Regions from separate parts of the Drosophila melanogaster genome. Here region 1 is linked to region 2. The links are chromatin contacts, called in public Hi-C maps. All regions are on one chromosome and are shown on one strand. The core of a region is the stretch at or near the end of the contact, and the rest is flanking DNA. Distances in the headings are between cores, read along the strand shown. Region 1 holds the start of Atet (ABC transporter expressed in trachea). Region 2 holds the start of Reph (Regulator of eph expression).

Region 1 (3,195 bases), core at 464-2,963, 530 kb after region 2:
TGACAATTGTTTTGGGAACCCATCGTTGCAATTCTAGATTTTAATTGCGGCGAAACACCTGAAAGTACTTCGAATGAACTGCAATTTGCACCCAACTTGACTTAATGGGCAAACGTACCTGCCAGATTTGCGTTACAATGCGGCGAAGTGCAACTGCACCTGACTGGCAGCAAAAACCATCCCATTAACTGATAAGAATCGATGACACTCCAGACTAATAGGGCATTCCCATTGCCATGGAAGCCATTGAAACCGAAATTGAAATCGAGTCCGACTATCGTCCATTGGCACTTTCATATATCTCGAGTTGAGACTTGCAAACACAGCTCCACATACATACATACATATGTGGTATTATATAGGCTTCGGTCAGAGCTGGCACTCAATTTAAATATGTAGCAGCTAAAAACAATTGGCGGCTGATATGAAAATAAACTATTATTAAGGTCGATGCGATTAAAGGTCCCCCGACTGCGCATTTTCCCCGAGACTAAGTGCTGGAAATATATTGTAGAATCACGTTTTGGCTTTGTTTGAGATATGATATGCAATCCAAATGGGGGAGGGACAAAATGTGGAAAGTGGGGGGAGGGAGGATTACTCATGCTGATATCAGCTCCCCTCTCCAATTGCCCCCACCACGCGATTCTTCCAAGAAATCGCAATTGTTTTTGTTTGGATTCAGTGCTTTGTTCTGCGATCGTGAGGTTCAAAGTTCGCTATCACTCAGACTAACAATGTTAGCGAAAACACTGAAACTCTTCAGGGATATCCAGCTACTAAAGAGTGAGAAATCAAGCGGCTCACGATGAAAAGTTCATCTGCTTATCAAGGCTTTTCCGATCTACACTTTCGACTGAAAATGGTCTTGAAACGTGCCATGTGTTAATTCTAGATTAAAATCCCATTAAAAAAAAAGATGGAATTGCCTAATTTAATTACGAAACAACGGCTTTTTTCGCCGTGTACTCCGCTCTCTTTCTCCTCGGGGAGTTTCGCTCCATCAAATCCAAGTGCAGCTGAACTCGAATCGCACTGGATTTCCCACTGGGCCGTCCCCCTTTGTGTGTGTTTACAGTCAGCTGTTTTCGGAGCAGCGGAACGCCAACGCACACTTGTGCGCCATGCGCACTACCGCTCACACACACACGCGGATTAATTTAAGTGTATGCCAGCATTTGAATTGAACGTTGGACAAAGCGAGAGAGCTGTGACTTCCCCATTGACGAAACAGCCGTAGTATCCGCAGTCGAGTGATGGGAAGGGTACACGTGCGTTGTACCTAGTAATACTAAGTAGATACTATATACATCAGATAACTGGGAGCATCAGCTACATCAGTATCTAACATTTGTAACTTCAAGAAGAGATAGATTTGAAAAGAAGTACAATAACTACACAATAATTGTTGTGCCAATTTTGTATCTCAGTATATATATTTACATATGTACCGAACTTTATATCTCCACATGCCAAGTATCTGAAAGATGCGTTAACTATTATTTATAATTTGTATCCGAGAGTCAGGTACAAGCAGCCAGGCAGCACTATTGCTATCCGGATGGCTGCGCTGGCTCACACAGATACAGATACATTTACAGATACAGATACGGGTACCAAAGTGCCAGAATGCCAGAACGGATACTCGTGAGCGAAAGCGCTCTCAGCTGGCAGCTGGTGGCTGGTAGCTTAGCAGCCGCCGCAGTTTCAATTTCAGTTCGCATTCAGTTCTTCGTCGTTCGCGCTGCCTGAATGTTGTTGCCTTCTGCGGTCGAGCGGGATTTTCGTTTTCGGCCAGGAATCGAGTCCAATCGCAACGGATCGCATCGCGGTGAATAAAAACACGTTTCGCCTAGGCAAAAGATACACTTTTGCGTATTCCTGGAGTGCCTCGCTTACCATCTGGTAATGGTATTTCGATTCTGTTCCTCTCACTCCCGTCGAATCGTCGAATTGTGGCGCATTTAAATAGCTGGCGTTGTTTGTTTGTTTGTTTGCTGGCTGCCGCGACCATAACACAGAATACAACAAAGAAGCCAAAGGCACGAGCACGAGTATCTCGCTGTCTCAGTATCTTCTGAAAGTATCTAATGTGCGCGGGAGCGGTACAGTGAATACGGTCTCTTCTGGCAGCGGCCGAAAAAAAAAAATATATAATGCTAATAAACCAAAAACACGTTTTATGCCATTTGTGTTTTGCTCTTCTCGGAAATAGGCCCCATCTTAATAGAAATCCAAAGGTGAGCACGAGTGAAGTAATTGCGTCTTTTTCGGGCTTCCTGCAGTCTGCAGTCGCAGTCGCAGATTTATTTAGCTACCAGCTACCCACCACCACCACCATAATAAACTTCGCAGCCGGAGTTATATGTAATATGCCTCCCCCTTTGGGTAGACCCATATGTATCTTTAATGTTTTCCTGCCGTTTGTATCTCGATAGAGCGCCTGCGCTCTCTTTTCAGGAGCAATTATTTGCAAAATGCTCCGGCGGTGGCTGTTGTTTTCAAATGTTTATGCCCCGCCGCGCGATTTGTTAATAGCAGATGACACATCTGAGCAGGTTGTAGTCTTCAGCCGCTCACGCCACCCGAAAAAAAAAATAACAATACGAAAGACCAATGAAAACCAGATCGGGCCAGCCAGATTTTCGTGGGTCAGTGGCTCGCGAGGGGGTGTACAGACTGACCTACTTCGATTACGGTTAGGGTAGGACCTCATCTCGGGTCATCCACCCACGAAATCTGTGAGAGAAGTGCTCAGTTCCGAGAAGCCCAAATTTAAAACTCCCCATCGTCCGGCGACCTGATTACCAGATTACCAAATCCGCAGCTGTGCGTGGCTAGTTTCGAGTGCCGGTGTTCCAAGTTCCCAGATAACGAGTCGGTGGGCGACAAACAGCTGGCCAGTCGCGTCAACTTGAATCGCACGGATGGGCCATATAACTATAGTTCGCAGTGTGTGCGATTACGCGCCTTACATCTTCGGCGATTAGCGAAAAGGAAGCCCGCGCCCAGTAGCAGGAAGCCTATCGGTCTGCCCATCTAATCGCTAGTCGAACTGCAAACAAATCTGTAATAAAAACCCGTGTACACTGAGCGAAACTCTCATTCCACAAACGAACTAAACATTGTCACAGAATGAACATATTTATCATGCTTTGAAAATGAACTTACGCATCCGGGCGAGTAATTCAATTT
Region 2 (2,826 bases), core at 1-2,500:
AACCCTTTACGGAACTGACTAAATACTAGGACAAATTTGTATTTTATTTATAGAGTAAGAGCTGCTACTTGTATTTAGTATTCGTTTGTAAGCTTAGCGTTTTGGATGAAACAGAATACTTTGATTTTTCTTTTCTTTAGCTTACCTACAATTACAATTATTATTTTGTCAGTTTCGTTTAGGATAACAACCACCACAGCTTCGTAGCTTTTAGTTTGCCCTTAAAAATTATAGTATACTTTTTAAAATCGAGATTACGATTGAGAGAGACCAAGAGAGACGAACACGCCCGCCCGTTGTTTTTTTTTGTGGTAAACTTAAATCATTCCATCCATTAACTTTAAGTCTACCATTAACTATTGCCGAAACGAATTAGTTCTAAGTTGTTGTACATACACAGAAAAATAAAACAAAATTAAAAAAGAAATCATTAAAATCGGGTCGTTTTTATATAAAAAAAAAAGCACCTAATACATGGGTTTCCCCTATCTTAGTATATAGTAATAAGTAATTATTTAGGTCAGTTTCAACAGTTAAATTCAAATTTAATGTGCGCCCAACAATTGATTTTCCATGGAACAAATATTAACGGTTCGAGTCTGCGATAAATGTAAAACTCAGAACTGTAGAAATAATTTTACATGATAACAGTTATCTGCCATCTCTGATTAAAATAATTTATAATTTATTTACACCTTACTTATTGCAATCTCTTAATTGCATTGCTCTTGTTAAGTACCAATCAACAGCGATATAATTAAAAGGTATGAAATTTCGATCATATTAGATTCAAAGTGATGTGTCTCAATTTAAATTGGGCATTGAGAACTTAATAGTTTTTTCTTAAAAAATGTTCATTGGGTAAGCTCTTTATGCAAGGCACGCGCAAAAAAAAGAAAACTGTTGTTGCTGGAGAGTGTTGCCAGCTCTGAGCGACAAGTTCTATAGAAATTGAAAAACCTAAATAGTATTCGTATTCTTATATATCTAACATAGTATCTAGATGTCAAAATCTTGATATCTAATAATATGAGCTGTTCACACACACATCAATTTCCTAAAAAGCAATGGTAATGAATACGGTTGACAATAGAAATTATGCATTTCGTATTAATGCTAGAAAAAGCCCAAGTTGGCAACACTGCTGGCACAGAGCACGCGTGCTCGCTCTTCGTTTCTTTTTGAGCGCTTGTTTAGTTGGTCAACTCTCCAAAGAACGCGTCGCGTGCTGTTTAATTTCTGTAGTAAGCGCCATTCATCGTTTTTCACTCGCCGCCGTTGGTCCGTTTTTCCGCTGGTTTTCCTGCAATTCCACAACCGAAAAAATCTAATAAATTTAATTTCCTAATAAAATACACAATTTTGTGATCAAACAAAAGGAAAACCAACATCTATAGAGGGAGACGGAGATACGCGAGAGAGAGCGAGCGAATCAAGTAAGTTTTCGACTAACGGTGACTGTGGCAATATGTGTACGTGCGTGTGTGTGAGGTGAGAGAAAGAGGGTCCTGCTGAAGTTGCAAGTGCTAAATTTAGAACTCAAGCTGAAGGCTGCACCACGACTACCTCCCCTCCACCCACCACCCACCTACGTCAGACGCTCTCTCCAGTAAACGAAACAGAGACAGAGAAAGAGAGAAAAATACACTCTTGCTGTGTGTGTGTGGTATGAATGGAACAAAAGTACTTGTTCTTGCGGAGGAGCGAGACAGCTGATGTGTGCAAGTGTGTGTGGGCACGTAGACTCGTAGTAAAATTTTCCGCGTAAAATTGAAAGCAAATTGAAAAGCTCACGAGGGAGTTTGCAAATATAGTGGCAAAACTTAGAAGGAATAATAGCTTATTAAACATGTGTGTGCACAAGGCGAAAATCACATTTTCCTCATGAAACGAATGTAAGAAATCTAACCGTAAAATCTAAATGTTTGTATTTATTTTGTATCCTTTTTGAACAGGTATAATTTAATAATTTATTGTGCTTTCGGCTTTCCACACTTATCATATATTAGTTGAAACAAATTAAACAAATGTGGAATAAAGTTACATGACGTTTGTAAGAAACAATAAATTGAGAAAACTGCCTCGAGCAGCCGAAAAACCAGTTCGTGCGTAGTTTTCCATGTCATGTTTTCCCCATGTTTTCCACATTCGGTGTCGAAAAGCGAGCTCCAAACAATTTCCCATATCATCGTTGCAACTTTTTTGCCGTATTTCTTCACCTCCCCTTCGTTTACTTCTCTTCATTTACTTGCCTCTTCTTTTTGCTGCCACACGTTACTACTCATAGACATGAATATATAGGCATATAGTCATTGGAATAGGAACTTGCCCGCTCCAGCTGCTTCTTCTTTCGTCTATAAGTACCAAGGTGCGCGACAAAATTGTATGTTAAATTGTATGGAATGTTATCTGAAAAATCCGATTACATTTTTAAACGTTCCGTTGTCAGCTGATCTTGATCTTCTGTCTGCATTATGTATAAACCAAACCTAACAAAGGTGTGCAAAAAAAAAAGTCATAATGACTTAATGCTACTTAAACTTATACTTTCGTTCGGCATCTGTCCACCGATGTTGGAGGCACGAGTTGAGCGCGCATGTACAAAAGCACGCAGCGATACGTCAGCCCCCCTGCCCCCTCCATTTTCCATGAGCGCCCACACGGGCATCATCGCATCCACATCCAAAGTGTAGTAAGTGCACTTTGTGAGTGCGGCCAGGGTTGCCAGCGCTATTGCAAGCGCTATTTGAGCAATTGTTGGGTGGGAACGGGCGAGGAATTCAATGAATGGGAAAACAAGGTGCACACAAAAGAAAATCACCCGAA

The links. A called contact is a pair of places that touch in the nucleus more often than the background predicts.
Region 1: a contact with region 2 is called in a Hi-C map of the Kc167 cell line, with 1.9 times the contacts expected there. The contact joins the promoter of Atet here to the promoter of Reph in region 2. A contact is called at or near these places in 5 of 107 Hi-C or Micro-C datasets (the Kc167 cell line, the S2 cell line, embryo and 2 more).

What each region holds. Positions count from the first base shown.
Region 1 is chr2L:4,332,200-4,335,394 of dm6, forward strand. It overlaps Atet (ABC transporter expressed in trachea), which reads left to right and starts at 1,714. Exons shown (of 7, transcript NM_001103609.3): 1 at 1,714-2,240.
Region 2 is chr2L:3,802,295-3,805,120 of dm6, forward strand. It overlaps Reph (Regulator of eph expression), which reads left to right and starts at 1,251. Exons shown (of 4, transcript NM_143795.4): 1 at 1,251-1,436. bark (bark beetle) reads left to right here. Exons shown (of 12, transcript NM_134964.4): 12 at 1-432.